2 separate regions of the Hordeum vulgare genome follow, and region 1 is linked to region 2. The links are chromatin contacts, called in public Hi-C maps. All regions are on one chromosome and are shown on one strand. The core of a region is the stretch at or near the end of the contact, and the rest is flanking DNA. Distances in the headings are between cores, read along the strand shown. Region 1 holds the start of LOC123403887 (SPX domain-containing membrane protein OsI_08463). Region 2 has its middle 24 kb from the start of LOC123405571.

Region 1 (3,693 bases), core at 1,107-3,606, 120 kb before region 2:
GACACCCTAAAAGCAAATGCACTGAAGCCCCACTTATGAACTGATAATCCAATAGAGTGAAATTACCACTTGCTTGAAGATCGGTTGAAGCTGAGAATAAGGATGATTTGCACGAGTTGAGACATAATAATCTGTAAATCGATAGCCGAAGCGCTTATCGAACTTCTTAAGAATCTTCCGGATGCCAGTAGCATTCATATCAACAAATCTAAGGAGCTTCACAAGATCAAGTCCAACTTGCCTATAAGCCTCTCGCACTTGAGAAACTTGTGATATATCGCAATGTTCTGTAAGTATGGCACGCTGTTGTCCCAATTTCTCGATCCTGCTAGCAAGATGACCTTGCTGTTTCAGTAGAAAGAGCACAACCTTTTCAATCTGCAATGAAGAAACTTACATGAACACAGATGGTGTGAGGCAAAAAAGAATAAACATTGCTGGTTGAACGAATATATCAATAATAAAGCCTCTATATGAAAATATGAATCTATCAGCAACTCTGCTATATTTTACCTGCTCATCAAGCATCCTCGAGAACTCTTTAAGAACCTGTTCATGATTTCTTCCACCACTTTGAGTCTGCTGAACATACTGTTTTACCTTTTTCTTCATCATTTTGTAATTAATATAGTATCTGCAAAAAGTGAGCAAATGATTCATAAGATTCCAAATGACCATTGCACGGGCTTACAAATTGATATTTTTCATCAGCTTATATCTGCGAAGATAAAACAGCGACACGTAATTTATGCATATCTAACCAATTCAGTCACAACAGTAAAATGATCGTAAAAAATAACAGTAAAATGCCATGGAACTGAATTTTGGAGCAGCAAGGCAACATACTCTTTCCACTCCTCCAATTGATCCGACACCAGTACCTTCCCAAAATTAACCATCTTGGCGTTTCGCTACCTACCTGAAACTAAAAAATAACAAAATCGTTAGCATGGCGATAGAGGCTAGAGCCAATCAACTCAAGCACACTATTTTGATTTAGTTAACACTTTAGAATTGCAGCCATATAATTGGTTCAGATGTCAAAGGGAGTAGCTTTCAGCAGAAGATCTTAACGAGCTTGAGACAGAAAACTAATGCGCACAGTAAGCGCCAAAGCCAGACATGTCAGTGCGTACATGGACAAAAGACATAATAGCCTTTAATAAGTGGAGAACCTAAGATAATGTTAACATGTCTGGCAAAAGCTTGAGGTATTCGGGACCGCTCCAAAAGGGGCAGGGCACGTAGCAAGATGGCACAGAATCGACTAGTGACATAGTGAGACAAAACCCTGGAAAGGGCACGTAATAAATGGCTCCAAGGTTTCCCAAGAGCTAAGCATCTCTATTATAGCGCTCACACAATTCCTTTTCTGAACTGGCCTTGAAAACAACGTGCAATAGATCACCTTCAGACTACAGTAGCAGCACTGTACCAGAAAGGTGCAGGTGAAGTTTTTCTCGTTGTTTTTCTCGTGGAGTTTGCCACATAGCCAGTGTGGTGCAGGAAAGTGAACCATCAGGCCAGATGATGCGGAGCAAACGATCCAGAGGGCCGAGGGTCACACGTCAGGAAACATATATGTACGCTAGCGGCGACCGTGGTGTTCTACTTCTCTTGTCAGCATCCCGCTTAAAATAAACCTAGGAAAACGCCGCTCAGCTACTCAGGAGGATGGCCTATCACCGCCGTGCTACTCCGGCGATATTGGGGGCGATTGCCCAAATGCAGATGGTTCTTCTTCGGCGCTCGCATCGCATCACTGGCCCGGCGAGACAGCGAGAGGGGATTCTGGCATCGTCTCAATCGGGAAACGGGAAATGTATTCCTATTTTATTAAAAGAACTTGAGGCGAATCCAGAATCAAAGCCGATAGAGACACGCCGAGGGAAACGAGTCTCTGATTCCTATGAATAGAAATGAGTATTGTTATTCCTGTTTCGGACAAGGTGCTAGAAATTGGAACAGATTGTTTACCGCGGCCGCGTGTTCTTCGGCGGCTCCTCCCTTCCCTTGTTCGGCGAAGCAATCTCCTGAATTTAGATGACCATCAACGAACCGATCGCGCCTGCAACACCGACAAATTGATGGCGCATTTAGAACAGTGCCATTGTTTTGGAACAAGATTCAGCACAGGGCCTGCACAGGCCAAAATCAGAAGACACAGGAGAACAGATGCGCACGTACCTACAGTGATCCCTTGCGAACGGGAGGCACCGGAAAGGGGATGAGGAGGCCGGGATTTCGGAAGAGCGCGGCGCAATGGTAATGGCGCGCGTATGCGTACCAGTATGCGCGAATGCAATGGCTGGGTTCGGCTGTATCTTGTGTGGTCGGCTCCGGAGGTGCGAGGGAGAGAGGAAGAGGGAGGTATTTATAGCGGCGACGGTGGGGGGGGGGGGGGGAGGACGGAGGAGTACATGGAGATGGAGGTGGGGGGCGTCGCCGGGGATGTGGCCGGGGCCGGGGTGGGCTGCGGCCGGTACGTCGCCCTCGTGTCGCCGATGCCGACGTGGCGGATTCGACCGGGACGGGACGGCTCGCGGCCCCGTTTTGGCATAGGATGGCGCCGTGGGCTGTGGACGAAAACGCCCCTCGCCTCACTACCCCTGGTTTTCTGCGTGAGGTTACTCGGCCACTAATCTTTAGCTCTGCTGTTTTATTTTCTTTCTAAATCGATGTTTGATCAAAATATAAAAACGAGTTTTATGGGACAAAATCAAAAGAATCCAATCAAGTCGTAGAGCACCTGGCAACGACTACAACCACTAAAACAAGCTGAAGGCGCACCACCGTCATCATCCTTGCCTTACAAGAGCACCTTGTTGTAGGACCAACACATCAAAATAACAACCGTCATCATCGATGAAGAGAACCGTAAATCGAAATGATCGAACCTATGGACACACGAATGAAGATCATATCCAAGCGGATCCATCGGATACATACCTCCACACGTCCTCCCACGAGGCCACGACGGTAGACGCACCACCAAGACGGGAGTTAGGCGAAGAGACCATTATACGATCTTCATGGAGCCGCGTCGTCTTTTCTTTCTGAGCACGACACAAACCCTAACCAAACTAAAAAGAAACTGTCTAAAAGCGGAGCCCTTTCGCGAGGATCCATCGTGCTCCATGGCCCTAAGGCCACAGGAGGCGAGGCACATCAGCCACGACACCTACGAGAAACAGGGTGTAAAAATCTAAGAAAATTTCTAGCTAATTGAACAACGAGATGAAAATTAAACTTAAAACATGCCCAAACCTGGTGAACGTCTCTCGGGGCACCACATGCCGATGTGTGCCATGGCAACACAAAATTCGATAGACGTGAAAACTTTAGTCGTCAAAGCTATCCATCTCGAGTTATCTCACGACTCTAGTTTTAGTACAAGGAACCACCAAGTAAGTGATCAACAAAGTGCATCATCAAAGCCACACATGCAAGCAACAAATGGTAGGTAACTGTGTGAACAAAATGCAACTTTGATTTCATGAGCCTCAATCGAGAAAGTTGCAAGATTAGCACAGACTAAGTCCACCATAACAACTCAATGAAGCTTTCTTCCAAGTGTCATTGTCAACATCTTCTCGTCCACTACGACGTGATTCCAACTTCATCGCAACACAACAAAAGTGGTGCATAGAATACTCTAGAAACACGCTATCAAACTAAAGATGAAACCCATGC
Region 2 (3,708 bases), core at 314-2,813:
GCTTTGGTCTTCTGAGTTGGTGTTGTGGGTCTTGTTGTGTTGTATAAGTGTCGAGGGCTCTCGTTGTTGTGTGTTGAGAGCATTGGACGGGCCGCTTATATGGTATGGTGTTTCGTGCTTTGTGAGTACTCCACTTTGGGATTGTTTGTATCGGTTTTGCCCCGTTTTCTTATAAATTAAGGTAGTAATTCTTATTTTTTAGTAAATCGATGAAGAAATTTCTTTACCTCTATTTTAAAGAAAATAATCAGACAAACTTTTATTTCCCATGAAAGGAGCACACAGCTCCTAACTTTATTGCTTAAACTGATAAGACAACATACGAGACAGACGACCTTGTCTCACTTGTCTTGATTTTGGTCCTTGAGAAGCACTATGCCCACTTGCGTGCCAAATTGGACGACTCGGCTTTCTTAAAACTTTTTTGTATTCCAACAACTTGATACCTATGCCAGGTCATTGAAGATAATTGTATAGTTAAGAGCTTAGTTTAGATGATATTGCAGCATATGTTTGTGAAGGAACACACTAAACCATACATCATAATATCTTTAAAGGGCAAAGCCTGTCCAACCACCATAAGCAAGATTAGAGTTGCTACTTGGTCGCAAGGATCCAAATCTGGGTAAAAATATATGCCCCTTATCCGTCTAGTAACTTCACGGCCCAGTGTCATACAAATCCATGCTCATTATAGCGTCGTTGACATATAGTATGATTATATGTGTTCGTGTTGTATTAATGTATTTGTTGTTTCCAACTATGTGGCTCCATATATCTCACCCACCCACCAAAAGACAAGCTTGTCTCGCTTGTCTTGTATTTGGTCCTTGAGAAGCATTATGTCCACTTGTGTGCCAAGTTTGACTACTCGGGCTTGTTTATTTTTGTCTTCCAGCAACTTGATACCTATGCCTCGTCATTGAAGATAAATTGTATAGTTACAAACTTAGCTTAGATTATATTGCAGCATATGTTAGTGAAGGAACACACTGAACCACTCAGCGTAACACTTTTCAAGGACAAAGCTTGTCCAACCACTCGACAGTTTTTTTTTTAGAAAAGGAGGATGACCCCCGGCCTCTACATCTGGAAGATGCATGCGGCCATTTTATTGATTATTCTCGAGGACCTTACAAAGCAGTACAACAATATGTCTGTCCGCCATCTTGGTAACATCTGTCGCTACTCCTATTCATATGATGAAGGGGTGCAAGCTGGACCAAATACCCAGACCTCTCACCTAAGCCTAACATCTAAAGCTGGAGACCCTGACCGAGCCACATACCGGGTCCGGGGCACAAACCGATCCGACACAGTCACATGTGTCGTCGCCGCCATCTTTCACTGGTCCATCTTCAGATCAGATTGAGGCACCAGCCTTCGCAGGTGCCTCCGCCATTGACACCATCATGACGCCAAACGACAACCTCCCCAAGAAGGAAGGAAAGAAAGAAAGAAAGAAAGAAAAACCTTGTAGCTACTCCCTCTAGACCAGTCAGTTTCCAGTTTTAACGTTAGCTCAGCAGCGAATCGTTGGAGGTGGCTGATGGGGTGAGGTGCCACGAAAGCGTTGTGGTGCTATGTTGCACATGGGTCGCTGTGCAACCCTCGATAAAAGTGATAGCTGCTAGCCTGCGGCTACTGCGCTCGTGTTGGGAATGTACCAAAGGATATTCTCTTGTTTTTACCATCTCTTTCCAGAGATCGTCCTCGTGGGCAGGAAAACCACCGCAGGAAGGATCAGCACAAAAGTTGGACGCGGGAACCATTCAGCACCCACTAGCCCAAAGTATATTTCTCTGAAAACGAAAGTTGACAGGAATCTATGCATTGGGTATCAAATCGCTAGCACTGCGCATCATACACAGTAGTATTTTCTTGAGAAATGGAAACAGAAAAAATTGAGGAAGCAGTACGCTGACGCATTCACCTCAGAGTCACATATGACACACCATTTGGTGTCATTTCATGTTACTATTGCAAAAACGCCAGCGCGGCACGCCTAACTGCAAAGCTAATGGCATAGCAGTTTGGGAGCTAGTGGTAGTTCTCTGTGGAGATTCTGTCACTTGTTTTTGACGCAAGGGATTGTGAGCACACTCGCGATGTGACACCACCTAACAACGAAATACACACACTCGCGCCAGTGGTGGTATCATTACACAATGATCAAGTCTGCCTTTTTGTCGTCGTCCTTGTGCAGTCTCTTTCTAAGCTTTTCAGCCACACCCTTTCCACCTAGTGAGTTATGAACATGTGCACGCGAACCGGCGAGAAGCATGCTTCTCTAGAATCTACCATAGAGTCATGGTATGATAATCTAAGGGCGTGTTTGATTGCTTTCGGTGTATCTGCGTTGGATACCCATCTTCAACCAGCATGGTTCTTCATATGCAGCCTCATATGCAGCAGATGCAACCTGTTTGGTTGTCTGCATCGCATGAAGGGGCACTTACCCCTTGCTGTTTGGTTTTCGTTTTTGTGCTTAGGGTGTGAGCAGATGCAAACTTCAGTTGTTTGGCTGCAAACAACGTTTGTGTTCTGCTCACCCCCATTCAAATGTGGTGTCCTTACCACCACATGATCAACACAAAGCAAGCAACGGGAATCACAGCAAACTACTTACATTAACAGCAAACAACTTAGATTAAACAAAGCAAGCAACGGAAATGACAACAGCAGCAAACTTATATTAACAGCAGGGCATCCTCCTTCCCTGCTCCATGCCAAGGTGCCGCTCCTGGCCAAAATATTAACAAGGTCTGGACCTACACCCAAAACTGGCACCACTTGCTCGCCGAGAGCCTCACCACGTGCGGGAGCCGCCTAATGACCAGCCACTCGTTCATCACCTGCATGAACTTGCGAGGGATGACGAGCATGGCGAGGTCTTTGGCGTCTTTGATCTGTTGGTAGAACCGCGGCAGCTCCCAGGCCCCTCCTCGTGGCTGGTCCTCGTAGATTGTCCCCTTGAATGAGGCAGGCTCATGAAGGCGGCCCTGCCAGGCAGGTCCACCCTCTTGAGCCACCTGTTCATCGGGATGAGATCCTCGGCGCCCTCGGCTCCGGCCACCGCCTGAGCTCCTCCACCCGCCACGTCCCAGTCACTCTTCAATACCTTATTAGGTAAGATGACAAGTATTAGAGGTGCCTGCAAAATGAAGAACCACTGATCAGTGGTATTAGCTCTTCTGCAAATGTCGTTGATCAGTTGCACTAGCACTACAACAAATGGCATTGATCAGAGACATTTGCCCAAGAGCAAATGCCACTAGTTAGTGCACAAACTCTTTGCCAAATGCCACTTATCAATGGCACTTGCTCTTGAGCAAATGCCACTGATCAGTGGCATCTGGTCTTTCTCTTGAGAAAATGCCACTGATCAGTGGCATATGTTCTTGCTCTTGAACAAATGCCACTCATCAGTGCACAAACTCTTTGCCAAATGCCACTTATCAATGACACTTGCTCTTGATAAAATGCCACTGATCAGTGGCATTTGATCTTGCTCTTGAGCAAATGCCACTAATGAGTGGCATCTGGTCTTGTTCTTGAGCAAATGCCACTCATCAGTGCACAAACTCTTTTCAAATGCCACTTATCAATGGCACTTGCTCTTGAGCAAATGCCACTGATTAGTGGCATTTGGTCTTGCTCTTGAGCAAATGCCACTGATGAGTGGCATCTGTTCTTGCTCTTGAGCAA

What was found. Hi-C and Micro-C count contacts between places; a contact is called where the count stands out from the background.
Region 1: a contact with region 2 is called in a Hi-C map of leaf, with 5 times the contacts expected there. The contact joins the promoter of LOC123403887 here to the enhancer-like site in region 2. A contact is called at or near these places in 3 of 6 Hi-C or Micro-C datasets (leaf and seedling).

The regions. Positions count from the first base shown.
Region 1 is chr6H:440,268,228-440,271,920 of MorexV3_pseudomolecules_assembly, reverse strand. It overlaps LOC123403887 (SPX domain-containing membrane protein OsI_08463), which reads right to left and starts at 2,356. Exons shown (of 12, transcript XM_045097801.1): 1 at 2,188-2,356; 2 at 1,978-2,068; 3 at 847-919; 4 at 514-634; 5 at 67-378. The coding sequence starts at 899.
Region 2 is chr6H:440,145,851-440,149,558 of MorexV3_pseudomolecules_assembly, reverse strand. No RefSeq gene overlaps it. Among protein-coding and RNA genes, the nearest start is that of LOC123405571, 24 kb to the left of the region's middle. Within about 2 kb of position 1,563, at least 2 of the 3 cell types and tissues checked have open chromatin away from gene starts, as enhancers often do. A contact at or near this core is called in leaf, where this site is marked.